2 separate regions of the Anas platyrhynchos genome follow, and region 2 is linked to region 1. A link is a contact called in public Hi-C data. All regions are on one chromosome and are shown on one strand. The core of a region is the stretch at or near the end of the contact, and the rest is flanking DNA. Distances in the headings are between cores, read along the strand shown. Region 1 overlaps HLCS (holocarboxylase synthetase). Region 2 overlaps DYRK1A (dual specificity tyrosine phosphorylation regulated kinase 1A).

Region 1 (2,717 bases), core at 83-2,582:
ATAAAGAGAGTAAACCTTGCTGGAAAGCCCCCTAATGTGTTGATTTATGTTGGTTCTGAAACTGCAAAAGTGGAATTTGACCAAGTAAAATCAATCCTCCTGGAATGCATTGATGCAGACAACTACACCATCTACCAGCTGCATGAGGAGCAAGTTCTGAAAGATCCATGGATTGATAATGCAATGCTGTTGATCATTGCCACAGAGGAGCCTATTTCTGACAAGAACCAAGAACAGTTTGTGAAGTTTTTATCTAAGGGTGGAAAGATTCTAGGGTTTTCTTCCTCGTTTACATTTGGTGGTATACAAATAAAGAGAAAAGACAAACTGAAGAAGACCGTTCATGAATTAGTTGTCTCTAAAACTGACAGCACTGAAGTGAAATTAAACCTTTTGATCAGTGGCTGTATTTTTGAAGTAAAGAAGGAAAGTAACAGCAAAGTGAAGCCATTGAGTCATTTAAATAATGCTGATAAAGATACAGTTATTGTTCATCTGCCTTACGGAGACAATGGAGGAGAAGCCATTCTTTCTCAGGTACTGTGTATGCAAAAGCATCGATTTGCACATTGCTACACGATATGGTGATATGCTAAAAAAATTCACTGGTTCTTACTGCTTGCTCTTTGGGATGCTTTCAAGGGGCAAGTATGGATGGATATTTTGGTGATTGTACAAGGACTCTGAATACAGAATGGTTTTCCCTTGGTTCTTGGGAAGCTTAATGAAGGATAGAAAGTGTCACTGCTGTTCCAGTCCTTGTCTTCACCATGTAGCCATGAACATGTAGGTCATGCGTGATCACAGTGGGTGGCAGAGGAGATAGCAAATATGCATAGTAAGAAAGCATCTTCAAGAGCAGAGCTATCCTTTTCTGCCTGCTGGAAGTTGCACGGTGACAAAGCTGTGCACTTTGCAGACTTTGGAAAATGGGAATAGGAAAAGCAGTGGTAGTGAACTCAGGGTGAAGGGTTATAATGGCAACATACTTCCATACAAAAATATGAATTACGGTGAAGTAGAGAGTCAGAAGAGAAAGTAAAATAAAGCTCACAAGAAACCTTAAAGAAGTCTCCTCTTAAGTTTTAAGGTAGGCAGTCCCTTTGGAAACATGTGAGTAGTAAATGAGAAAGTCCCAGCCTCTATCATTGCTGCATACTGTATACCCCAAAACTGCTGTTCATTTTTTTGCTTGAACAAGTAACTATAATAAAGATTAGTCTGAATAGCCCTGGAATGCCACTGCTGATTTAGCTCTGCTGGTACTGTTTTGCTGATAGTGTTACTCTTTTCTCAGTTCTGATTGTATCTTAGTGCTGTGACTGAACTGAATGGTTTCATGTTTTCTTTAGCAGTGTTCTGGCTACAGATCATTTCTAGGGAGATGATAGGTTCGTGGTGTTGGCCTTGCTGCTCTTTCAGATTAGAAACAATGACAACAAAAACACAAACACTTTTATATGTCTGGAATGTATTTCTTATATTTACAATCAAAATTGAAACAAACTGAAAATTTAAATTAATTAACCTTTTTTTTTTTTTCTTTTTCTAGAGGCAGACAAGTATGTTTTCAGTCAGTAATGTATGTTTATGCATTCTCTGGGAGTACAAGAAAGGTCTGGTCAGCTGGAAACATTTTTTTGTTTGTTTGTTTCCAGAGTCTTCCTTTGGCCTTTAAACTTTTAAATGTTTAACATTCTGCATCTAACAAGTAGCTCAGAGCACCTTGGGGGCGGAAGGGGAAATATACAAATGAGCCAAAATCTTATTAGCTCCACTTAAGAATAATAACATTTCAGCAACTAGGAACCTCTTCAGTGTTAAGGTTTTGTGATTGTTGTTTAAAAAACAAACAACAGCCAAACAAACAGAGCCCCACCCCTTCCAAAAACTGTGCCAGTTAAGTTGAACAGTTCTTTTTGTTGCTGTTGCTGTTGTTATTGTTACTCTCTGTATTCCTGGAGAAGGTGTGAGGAACCTTCCATGGCTGTGTTACGGGTAAATGTTTGCCACTGACTACTGAAATCTTCAGATAGCTGTCTAACATTTTGAGTGATAGAAGGGATAATAAGAGGTATCACTAAGTTTAGAAAATAAATCTATGTCCTGGGGAGTAAGGCATCTACCTGGGTATATAGCCTGTGTTAACTAAAGTGGGAGAGATTTCAGCCACTTCCCAGTAATTTTTAAAGTGAGCATGAAGATAACTTGCACATTTTGTTAGCCTCAGCAGCAGCTGAGAGCAATGTGGTTGTTGTTGTTGTTTTCATTTTGCTTGTTTATTTTTAGCAGGGCTGTTCCCAATTGTATCACTTGCCTTACTCTGTCTTTGGTTTCATGCAGCACATTGAGAAAAGCAGAACAAGATTTATTTACCAATATTTAAGTCAATGAGGAATATAATGGAGATGTAGTCGAACAAACTTTTTGGAAGGTTCTAGGAGATATTTTTACCAATATTTTAGTTATAGGAGAACTATCTCAGGAGCCCAAACCACTCAGACGTAACTGCTTACATGTCAGGTAGCATGCACTTTTTTAGCAATTACTCAATTCAGAAATATCAATCAGGTTTCTGAGAAATGTTTTTGTCTCTCATCAGTTTATAAGATTAAATCTGGTAGTTTTTTGGACACTGGTACATGTAGTAACATGTTTATAGCTTTATGTTGGAAGTTTTGCCACCCATGTGCTCTATACTTGTACTAGAAAATTGA
Region 2 (2,717 bases), core at 106-2,605, 210 kb before region 1:
GTGGTCAACATGCTGGAGGGAAGGGATGCCATCCAGAGGGACCTGGGCAGGCTGAGAGGTGGGGCTGTGTGAACCTCATGAGGTTCAACAAGGCCAAGTGCAAGGCCCTGCATCTGGGCTGGGGCACTCCCAAACATGAACACAGCTGAGCAGAAAACAGATTATAGAGCAGTCCTGAGGAGAAGGTCCTGGGGGTGCTGGTTGACAGGAAGCTCAACATGAGCCAGGCAATGTGGCTTTCTCCGGGGCTGCAAGCACAACCTGGGCTGTGTCAGTGTGGCCAGCAGGGTGAGGGAGGTGATTCTCCCCTTCTGCTCTGCTCTCATAAGACCCCACCTGGAGCTCTGCGTTCAGCTCTGAGGTCCCCAGCACAAGAAGGACATGGGCCTGTTAGAATGAGTCCAGAGGAGGCCCACAAGGAGGCTCAGAGGACTGGAGCACCTCTCCTATCAAGACAGGCTGAGAGGGTTGGGGTTGGTCAGCCTGGAGAAGAGAAGACTCCAGGGAAACCTTAGAGCAGCCTTCCAGGACTGAAAGACGGCCTATAAGAAACCTGGAGAAGGAATCTTTATCATCAGGGAGTACAGCGACAGACAAGGCCTAATAGATTTAAACTAGAAAAGGGCAGGTTTAAAGTAGATTTAAGGAAGGAATTCTTTACTGTGAGCTGTGGATGCCCCATCCCTGGAAGTGTTCAAGGCCAGGCTGGATGGGGCTTTGGGCAACCTGGTCTGGTGGGAGGTGTGGAGGTGTCCCTGCCCATGGCAGGGGGGTGGAATTAGATGGTCTTTAACATCCCTTCCAACCCAAACTATTCTACAGTTTTTTAATCTTTGCTATTTATCAAAATGACATTGCTTCCAGCAAGTGTTGCTGTTCTAAATGCCAGAAGCTAACAGCAACTTTAAGCAACTGACAAACATTACCCTTATTACCTGGCAGCAGCCTGAAGAAACTTATTTTCTAAGAGAAAATACTATATGCTATTAAATATTTATTATCTATTTTAATATCTATTCGTTCTATAAATTTTCAGGATCTCAAAAAGTGAGACTTCTTCCTGGGTTGTATTTTCAAGCAAGTCAGGTTTATCAGGACTGGAAGGAAATACCCTGCTTACAAAATGCAGCAATCAACCTTTTTGACGCCTGCATTCCCGACTCCTTCACTTCAAGACCCTCTCAAAGATACGCTGGGCTGGCTCCTCAAATTATTTAACAGACTTTTTACTCGGTGAGATCTGAGTTTATTCGAACCATGGAGTATTTGGGAGAGGGGAGGGCAGGCTTCCCTCGCAGGAGACACCTGCACCACCCAAGGCTGGCAGTGCAGTGCTCGGCTCTGGCCAGCAGATGGTGGCCGGAGCTCGGGAAAGGATTTTGCCGGGCAGCCGGAGACCCCTGCTTCCCTTCCCTTCCCGGTGTGTCCAGCAAAAGGGCTGGCAGCTTGATGTCTCGGCAGCGGGCATTTACACCCAAACCGGCTACATTTAGGGTGCTGCAGCTGGTGGCACCGAAGCGGAGCCAGTCGCCTAGGCTGCTGGTCAGGGAATGGGGAAACTGAAGCTGAGCCCTAACTTCTTCTCTAATGGGGTGCAAGACATCGCATTAAAAGGATCTACACTTTAAGAATTATCCTTCCCAGATCTGCTGAAAGTTGCCTTTTCCTTTCTGCTGTTTTTTACAGCAATTAAACAAACCTGTTAAACCCTCTGCAACAGAAATTCAGCGCACTCCCTATTTAACACGGTCATTTTTGTTCTTTTATTTGTGCACATGTAAGTCAAATTCTTTAAATCACATTTGCTGCCCAAATCAAAAACATGATCTCCTTTAACCATATGTACTTGAAAACTGACATATACCACCTTATGGTCTGAATTTTGGGGTAGACCTGTGTGAGGCCAGGAGCAGGACTCGATCCTTATGGGTCCCCCCTTCCAGCTCGGGATATTCTATGATTACGAGAGTAGAGTTTGCCATCACTAAAAGGCCAGTCTGGTGTTCCAGGCTTTAATAACAGACGAGCACTTGACAACAGAAAGAACTAATGGCTGATGGTGGGATTCCAACAGAGGAACAAAGAAACTACACTGAGATGGTTCAAAAAATGATCTCTGCAAGAGTTGTTCATAAGTGACATATGCAGGACAGAGAAAAGCAAGTTGCAGACCATTCAAGGCAATACCACGAATAAAAAGGCTTTCTGTAGAAGAGTCATCAAGAAAGAATGTGTAAGATGTATGTATTGTTTAGCCATGAAAACCTAGATGGTATGTAGATTTCATCCTGAGTTAAAGACCACATGATAGCGTTGTCCACAGCAGTGGATAAATATAAGTACAAAACCTTCAACAATGGAGGTTCCCAGCTTTTATAAGAAGATACAAGAATAAGAGTTAGGTTTTAATCAAGATGAACTAGAACTGACAGCTAGACATCTAACAAAAGAGCTATGAAAAAGAACGAAGGAGAATTTTGCTTGCAGAGAGACAAGGTGTAGAGCTGATTATTTGAGTCACTAGAATAAAGATGTTAGCTGAATTTGGATTTGCAGATGAGATTAACCAGAAATACATGCAAAGGCAAAGAGATATGGAGACACCCCCCCAAAAAAAAAGGCCCATAGAGAACCTCCATAACTCTCTATGTGACATACTGGTAGGAGAATCACAAGAATTAAAAAAAAAAAAAAAAATAGACTTGTGAAAAACGAGA

The links. Hi-C and Micro-C count contacts between places; a contact is called where the count stands out from the background.
Region 2: a Hi-C map of liver shows a contact between it and region 1, with 2.1 times the contacts expected there. The contact joins two enhancer-like sites. A contact is called at or near these places in 2 of 8 Hi-C or Micro-C datasets (liver and subcutaneous adipose tissue).

What each region holds. Positions count from the first base shown.
Region 1 is chr1:112,442,111-112,444,827 of IASCAAS_PekinDuck_T2T, reverse strand. It overlaps HLCS (holocarboxylase synthetase), which reads left to right. Exons shown (of 11, transcript XM_027449127.3): 4 at 1-537. Among named protein-coding and RNA genes, the nearest start is that of HLCS, 13 kb to the left of the region's middle. Within about 2 kb of position 1,332, at least 1 of the 8 cell types and tissues checked has an H3K27ac peak or open chromatin away from gene starts, as enhancers often do.
Region 2 is chr1:112,652,194-112,654,910 of IASCAAS_PekinDuck_T2T, reverse strand. All of the region lies in intron 3 of DYRK1A (dual specificity tyrosine phosphorylation regulated kinase 1A), which reads right to left. Among named protein-coding and RNA genes, the nearest start is that of DYRK1A, 67 kb to the right of the region's middle. Within about 2 kb of position 1,355, at least 1 of the 8 cell types and tissues checked has an H3K27ac peak or open chromatin away from gene starts, as enhancers often do.